Regions from separate parts of the Pan troglodytes genome. Here region 2 is linked to region 1. Evidence: chromatin contacts called from public HiChIP or PLAC-seq data. All regions are on one chromosome and are shown on one strand. The core of a region is the stretch at or near the end of the contact, and the rest is flanking DNA. Distances in the headings are between cores, read along the strand shown.

Evidence for each region. HiChIP or PLAC-seq counts read pairs in DNA pulled down with a chosen protein or histone mark.
Region 2: an H3K4me3 HiChIP or PLAC-seq map of stem cell-derived excitatory neurons shows a contact between it and region 1, with 2.1 times the contacts expected there. The contact joins the promoter of FRRS1L here to the promoter of EPB41L4B in region 1. A contact is called at or near these places in 1 of 7 Hi-C or Micro-C datasets (blood) and 1 of 1 datasets of contacts at active chromatin or transcription factors (stem cell-derived excitatory neurons).

The regions. Positions count from the first base shown.
Region 1 is chr11:29,132,981-29,136,364 of NHGRI_mPanTro3-v2.0_pri, forward strand. It overlaps EPB41L4B (erythrocyte membrane protein band 4.1 like 4B), which reads left to right and starts at 1,501. Exons shown (of 25, transcript XM_054658372.2): 1 at 1,501-2,402. The coding sequence starts at 2,097.
Region 2 is chr11:29,286,113-29,289,077 of NHGRI_mPanTro3-v2.0_pri, forward strand. It overlaps FRRS1L (ferric chelate reductase 1 like), which reads left to right and starts at 1,432. Exons shown (of 5, transcript XM_003312224.4): 1 at 1,432-1,781. The coding sequence starts at 1,544.

The DNA.
Region 1 (3,384 bases), core at 251-2,750:
CTATCCTTAGAAACCAGTAAGCAGAATTGGACTACCTTTGAACATCTGCTTGTGGCTGTATTCTATTAAATACAGTCTGGGGTGGAGCGGTGGGAGAGGAGTAGATTGGGTACCTGAAGGCCGATTACAGATGCCCTCTCAGAGAACACTGTCACATGGGAGACCTCCATAGTATCATAAAAAGAACATTAGACAATGAGTGAGGGTACTGGCTGCCGCCACTCAGGAGCTCTGAGACCTCGGACAAGGATATTACTTCTCTTAAGACCCGAACTCCAGTCCTATGTGACTTGGGGGTTACATAGAATACCTGGAAAGATTGGAGTGTGGACTAATGAAAATTCCATCCATGAAATCACCTCAGACAGCGCCTGATCCTTAATAAATGTCTGTTTTAGAATGCCTCATAAATGCACTCCTTCCTCTTTGTCTTTTTTTGCTGTGTCCACTGCGTTTTCCAGGCCTCTCAAACATCTTCACTTGCCTGCCAGTCATGCACACACCTCTGCCTGGCAGCAGAGGTAGTGGTTAGCAGCCAACAGCTTTGGAGCTGGGTGAAAGAGCTGGTCTTAACCATGGAATCTGGAGCCCGTCTCTTAAGCTCTCTAAGCTTCAGTTTCCTCCTCTGTACAATGGGGATAAGAACGTCTATCTAACCAGGCTGTTGTGGGGATTGAGATGATGAATGGAAAGGGCTTAGCACGGTGTTTGGCACAAGATTAAGGGAATGATAAATAGTAGTGTTATTCTTCCCAAGAGGCCTGACCTCCTTTCAGCTTCATCCTCTTCCACATTCCTCATTTAGCAGCACTGGTCAACCCTCTTCACTCGAAGCGGACCTTGAACTTGTATACTGGAGGGCCACTGCTTAGAAACAATTCCGTCTCTCTCCAATATTCTCACTGTGTCCTACACTATTCATTCTCAGAGCCTCAGATCTACTCTGCTTCTCAGTAATTTTCAACTTCACTAGCCTTCTCTGTTATTTATCCAGGCCTTTATGTCAATACTGGACCTGAGATCTTGAGGAAAGGTGTTTTCTTGCGTAGCATATTGGAAAAATACTTCCTCTCCTCGCCGGGCCTCAAGTTCCTTATGTGGAATGAGTCCACTGGACTGGAATGACTAAAAAAGTCCTTCCAGCTCTGAGATCTTAAATTGACAGAACTTAAGTAGCAAGGACCTTGTAGATTACCTTGTTGATTACCTAGTCCACCCCTCTCCTTTTCCAGAAGAGGAAACAGTGCTATTTTTTCATGGGGGAAAACTTAGTGCTATTCTGCCTGGTCTCCGGGGCAACGCTTCCCAGAGGGCACGCGGCCTTGTTTTCCTATCGGTGCAAAGGGGCACTCGGCGCCTCCAGGGCTCTGGGCGCCGGAAACACGTGTGTGCTCACCTACGTGTACACACGTGAGCACACCTACAGCAGCAGGGGGCGCTCGGGCCGGCAGGGGGCAGCACAGACCCGGCTTGCAATTACCCGGCGCAGCCCCGAGGGAGGAGGGCGTGCTGCAGTCCCGGCGGCGGCGGCGGCGGCGGCGGCGGCTGGAGGTGCAGCCTCCCAGGTGGGAGGCGGGGGCTGCGGGCGCAGGAAAAGGCGCCTTGGGAGCGGGCGCTCGGCGGGGCCTCCTCGGGCCCCGGGCGCGACGCGGCGAGTGGGAGCGAGCGCGCCAGGACCACGCAGGCGCCCTGCTCCGGCTGGCCCTCGGCCGGCGCGCGGCGCGGGAGCAGCCCGCAGCCCGCCTCCTGCGCCCCCGGCAGCCCCCTGGCAGCCCGCAGCCGCCCGTCGGGAGCAGCCCCTCGGCAGCCCGCGCAGGCCGCCGGCCCGGGAGAGCGCGCAGCGGCGGCGGCGGCGGGACGGCCCCGAGCGCGCCCTCCCGCCTGCGGCCACTCGCAGCCGGCGCTGGCCGGGCCGGCGCGCCCCGCAGGCGGCTAGAGCGCGGCCTCGGCCTCGGCGCGGGCTAGCCGCGGGCCGTAGCCCGCGAGAGGCGGCGCGGGCGGCCGAGGGCACTGACGGCGTCGCGGGACGCTCCCGGGCGGCGGCGCAGCGGCAGCGGCAGCGCAGGGGGCGGAGGCAGGGGGCGCCCCCAGCCAGGATGCTGCGGTTCCTGCGCCGGACCTTTGGCCGCCGCTCCATGCAGCGCTACGCGCGGGGCGCGGCGGGGCGCGGGGCCGCCGGGCTGGGGGACGAGCGCGATGGGGGGCCACGGGGGGGCCCGGCCGCCGCCGCCTCCTCCTCGGCGCTGCCCGCCGCGCCCGGGGGCAGCGTGTTCCCGGCTGGCGGCGGGCCCCTGCTCACCGGCGGCGCGGCCGTGCACATCTCCGCCGCCGGCGCCGCCAAGGCCACCCTCTACTGCCGCGTCTTCCTGCTCGACGGGACCGAAGTGAGCGTGGACCTGCCGGTGAGTGACGGGGCCAGTCTGGGGCACTGGCACCTCGCGCCCCTGGAGGCAGCTCCCCCTCCCCCAGTGCTTGCCTCGGGGGCGCTTCCCTTGCACCTCCCTGGGGATCCCCTCCCCCATCCCCTTCTCCGAGCACTCCTCAACCCTTTTTCTTCTTGGGCCACCCCGTCCCGGTCTCTTCCGGGGCCCCACCTTTGGCCCGCGCCCCCTCCTTGGCACATTGCGCCGCGGGGTTGTGATTTCTCTGGCGCCCACCTAGTCCTTGGGGCCTCGCCCCCTCCCCAGTACACACGGTCCCCAAGTCCCGAGACCCCGCCCCCCCTGGTGTGGGTGGCCGGCGCTCCCCTTCCGTCCCTAGCTTCCAGCAGGGGTCTTCCTGATACTGGGTTATTGGGTAGAAAATCTCAAATCAATGTGAGGCCGTCCCGGGGTGTCCAGCTTGTCCCCCCTCAAACTCGCCATCAGGCCTTGATGAGACAGCAGAGAGGAGATCCCCTCGCTTGCTGCTCGGCAGGCGCCCCAAGTTTGGGAGGCGGGGGTTAGACCATTTCTGCTCTCTGCTGATCCCTTCTGGATACACCCCATTCCCATTCCCTGAGCCCCATCTGCCCCGCAGCCTCCTCGCAGCGGGTAGGGTGACTTGGGAGCTAACTCTAGAGTCGGCTGTCTCAGACCTGCCTGCCTTGCACCGGCAGAGCCCTTTGCTGGGGCGCTGGGAGTCGACCCCGGGGTGCCCGGGGGGCCAGGCGCGCCTGACTTTCTCCCTTGGGCACCGTGCGTGGGGTCGGCGGGGCACCTCAGGGCGGCGGCGCCTGGGCCTGCGTCCCGGGCACCCGCCCACAGGTGGTTGCACCCCCGCCCCGCGCCAGCTGAGAGCTGGGCCGGCTCTGCGGTCCGCTGCAGGGCGTCCAGTTACCAGTGAGTCTTCCTGGCTGAAGGGGCCAGATCAGATCAAATCAAACCACACATTAATCGGGCGCCC
Region 2 (2,965 bases), core at 182-2,681, 150 kb after region 1:
TTTTTCAAATAATCTGATCTATTTTTTGTGACAACTGCTATGTTGGGGGACCTAGTGAAACCCAAGGTTTTCATGAATTACACCTCAATTCAGCCATCAGGATTAACATGTTTAAATTCCAGTTGGACAGCCCACTGTTAGCTGATACCTAATAGAAAATACCTGACTTCTAAGTCCCCTATCATGTCTCCCCTATTTCAACAGCACTACCCTTATCTCTCAGCCAATCAGGCCATAAAGGGTTAAGATCGCTAGTTTCCTTTTGAATATTAACATTTCACAATATTGTGTACATGTGTGCATGCCACTTACAGCACTGAACCCTATTGATCCTAACCTCTATGATCTTCCCTAATCTTCATTGCATCATGTCAATGACTAATCATGAGAGATCAGGCAGTCTGACTTCTAGGTCGGCATTTGGGACCTCTATGCTTTTCTGCCTCCATAATTATTTTGTTTATGCAATAAAATAAAATAATAAAATAGGAAAAGCAGGTTAAAATGCTGGCTCTGCAACACCAGCCTGAAAGGAATTGCGTCCGCCTCTCTGATGGAAAACAGCTTAGCAATTCGAATATATCACCCCAACAACCATCATCAAAAGAGAACCCTGGGACCTGCCATAAAGCAAATGCTTGGTGTGAATCAATGGATGGCTGAGTAAATAGCCAAAAGTGAACTACGAGCAGCAGGAATGGATTTGAGAAAAATCAACAATTCAGCATGGCCCTCAGATATGGTGTGGGCCTTCCAAGGCCTGCGCGTGCTTGCTGCAGGGAAAGAGAGTAAACCAGAAGCCTAGTTTTGAAGGGGAACAGTTTACCTACTGGCGCCAGCCTCTGTTGATTACACACCGCAAGAGCCTGGAGAGGAAGCAGGTGAATCCAGTCTTCTCTGTCTCTAAACACCTCAGTTTACCTAGCTCTATTGTGGGGGTCTTGCAATTTCAAGTTCCTTCTGTGATGATCCAAGAAATAATAGGTCTAGCAAGTGCTTTATGTAAACCAAAAAGTGCCGGCACAAGGTTGAGGAGGCAGCACTGACCAGGTGTGTCCAGGGTAAACTCTCTAGAGGAGCGTTTCATAAATTGAACGTGCATTGGGATCTCCTGGGAATTTTGATGAAATGAGCATCCCGCTTCATGGGTCTGGAGTGGGGCCTCAGCGATGCTAACAAGCTTCCAGGTGATGCTGATGGTGCCGGTCCGCGGACCACACTCCGGAGTAGCAAGGGGCTAGAAGGGCCAAATCTGCCTGGGTGGAGGGAAGTCGGGGAGATGGGGAGAATGGAAAGAAGGACGGTAGAAGGGAAGCTGCTAGGAAGGAGAGATCGGTGCGGGGAGGAGGGGGTTCCAAGAAGAAGTGGGAGGCTGCGGTGCTGGAGCGAGGATGCGCAGACCGAGGCAGGGAGGCGGGGTGCGGGAGGCTCCGCGGCTGCGCGGGCGCGTGCTGGTGGCCTCGGAGGAGGCTCAGTCCCGGCCCGCGCCCGCGGCGCCCCCGCTGCGGCCCGAGCGGCCTGGCTGCGGGATCTGTGCGCAGCGATGGCGCGGCCGCCCCGGCAGCACCCGGGGGTCTGGGCGTCGCTGCTCCTGCTGCTACTGACGGGGCCCGCCGCCTGCGCAGCCAGCCCCGCGGACGACGGTGCGGGCCCGGGGGGCCGGGGACCCCGGGGACGCGCGCGGGGGGACACGGGCGCCGACGAGGCGGTGCCGCGCCACGACTCCTCCTACGGCACCTTCGCGGGGGAGTTCTACGACCTGCGCTACCTGTCGGAGGAGGGTGAGGCTGCGGGAGGGCGAGGGGTTGCGAGAGGGGAGACCGGGTGTGGGGGACCGAGGATCGGGGGAACGAGGAGAGGGGGCGAGGGAGGGGGAGGGGGTAGGAAAAGATGTCCGTGGAGGCAGCTCTTGCAGAGGCGAGGCCAGGATGGGGAGCGCAGTGCCCAGACCTCCGCCGGCCTGGAGGAAAGGCCCAAAGAGCTGTCAATGCCTGCCGCCCGCTTTACAGATGGGGAGAGTGAGGCTGGGAGAGGGAGGGGTCATCCAAGTTCTGCAAGGCTGTGGATAGGGGTGGGTGCTGAGTCTAAGCTCCCCCAGTTCTTAGATCTGGCTTCCACCTTTGCCGCCTGGGGTTGGGTTATAGGGGAGGAGGCCGCCACCTGGCCAGGGCAGCTAGGGGGAAGCAGAAAAACCCCAACCTAAAGAGAGAGGTTGCCTTATTTCCTCCCTGTCTGTATTGACCTAAATTTGCAGTGACCAGCGCCCACCTCGTAGCATTCTGTTCCTGCTCACTGACCCGTCAGAGCTGGGTCACATCAGCCTCCCCACTCCCATCCCTCCTCTTTTATGACGCCACATATGTTATGGTCCCCTAGTGCAAGCCACCATTGTTGTGGCCTGCTGGGCCCGCAGACTGGGAGTTTGTCAGCCAAGGGCCTCCCTGTAGAGCTGCTTCAACGAGCACAAAAGCCAAGCGGATGGTGGTCAGAAGGAATGGAAACTGGCCTCTTTAAGCAACTTTGGGAAGTAGTGACTTTCCTTTTCTTCTGCTAAGAGGGATATCCAACAATCAAGCTGGGGTTTGAAGTGTTGAGTCCCAGGAGCTCATATCTGTTAGTGGTTGTGTCTGTTGTTAGGGATTAAGTTCAGCTGTATACAACAAGCAAAGATTAATAGCTTCAACAAGATAGAAGTTTCTCTCTTACAGAAAGAAACCTAGAAATAGGTAATCCAGAACTGGTCTGGAGGCTCCTTGGTCACCAGTGTCTCTGGATCCTGCCCTTCTGTTTCTTCACAATTCTTAGCATGTAACTTCATGGTTCAAAATAACTGCTTGAGCTACAGCCATTATGTTCACATTCTAGACAGTGGGAAAAATGAAGCAGGAAGAAGGTCACTGACTACTTTATAAAGGGATTACTCGGAAGTTTCATATAACAATTTTTATACTTCTTTGGCCACAAC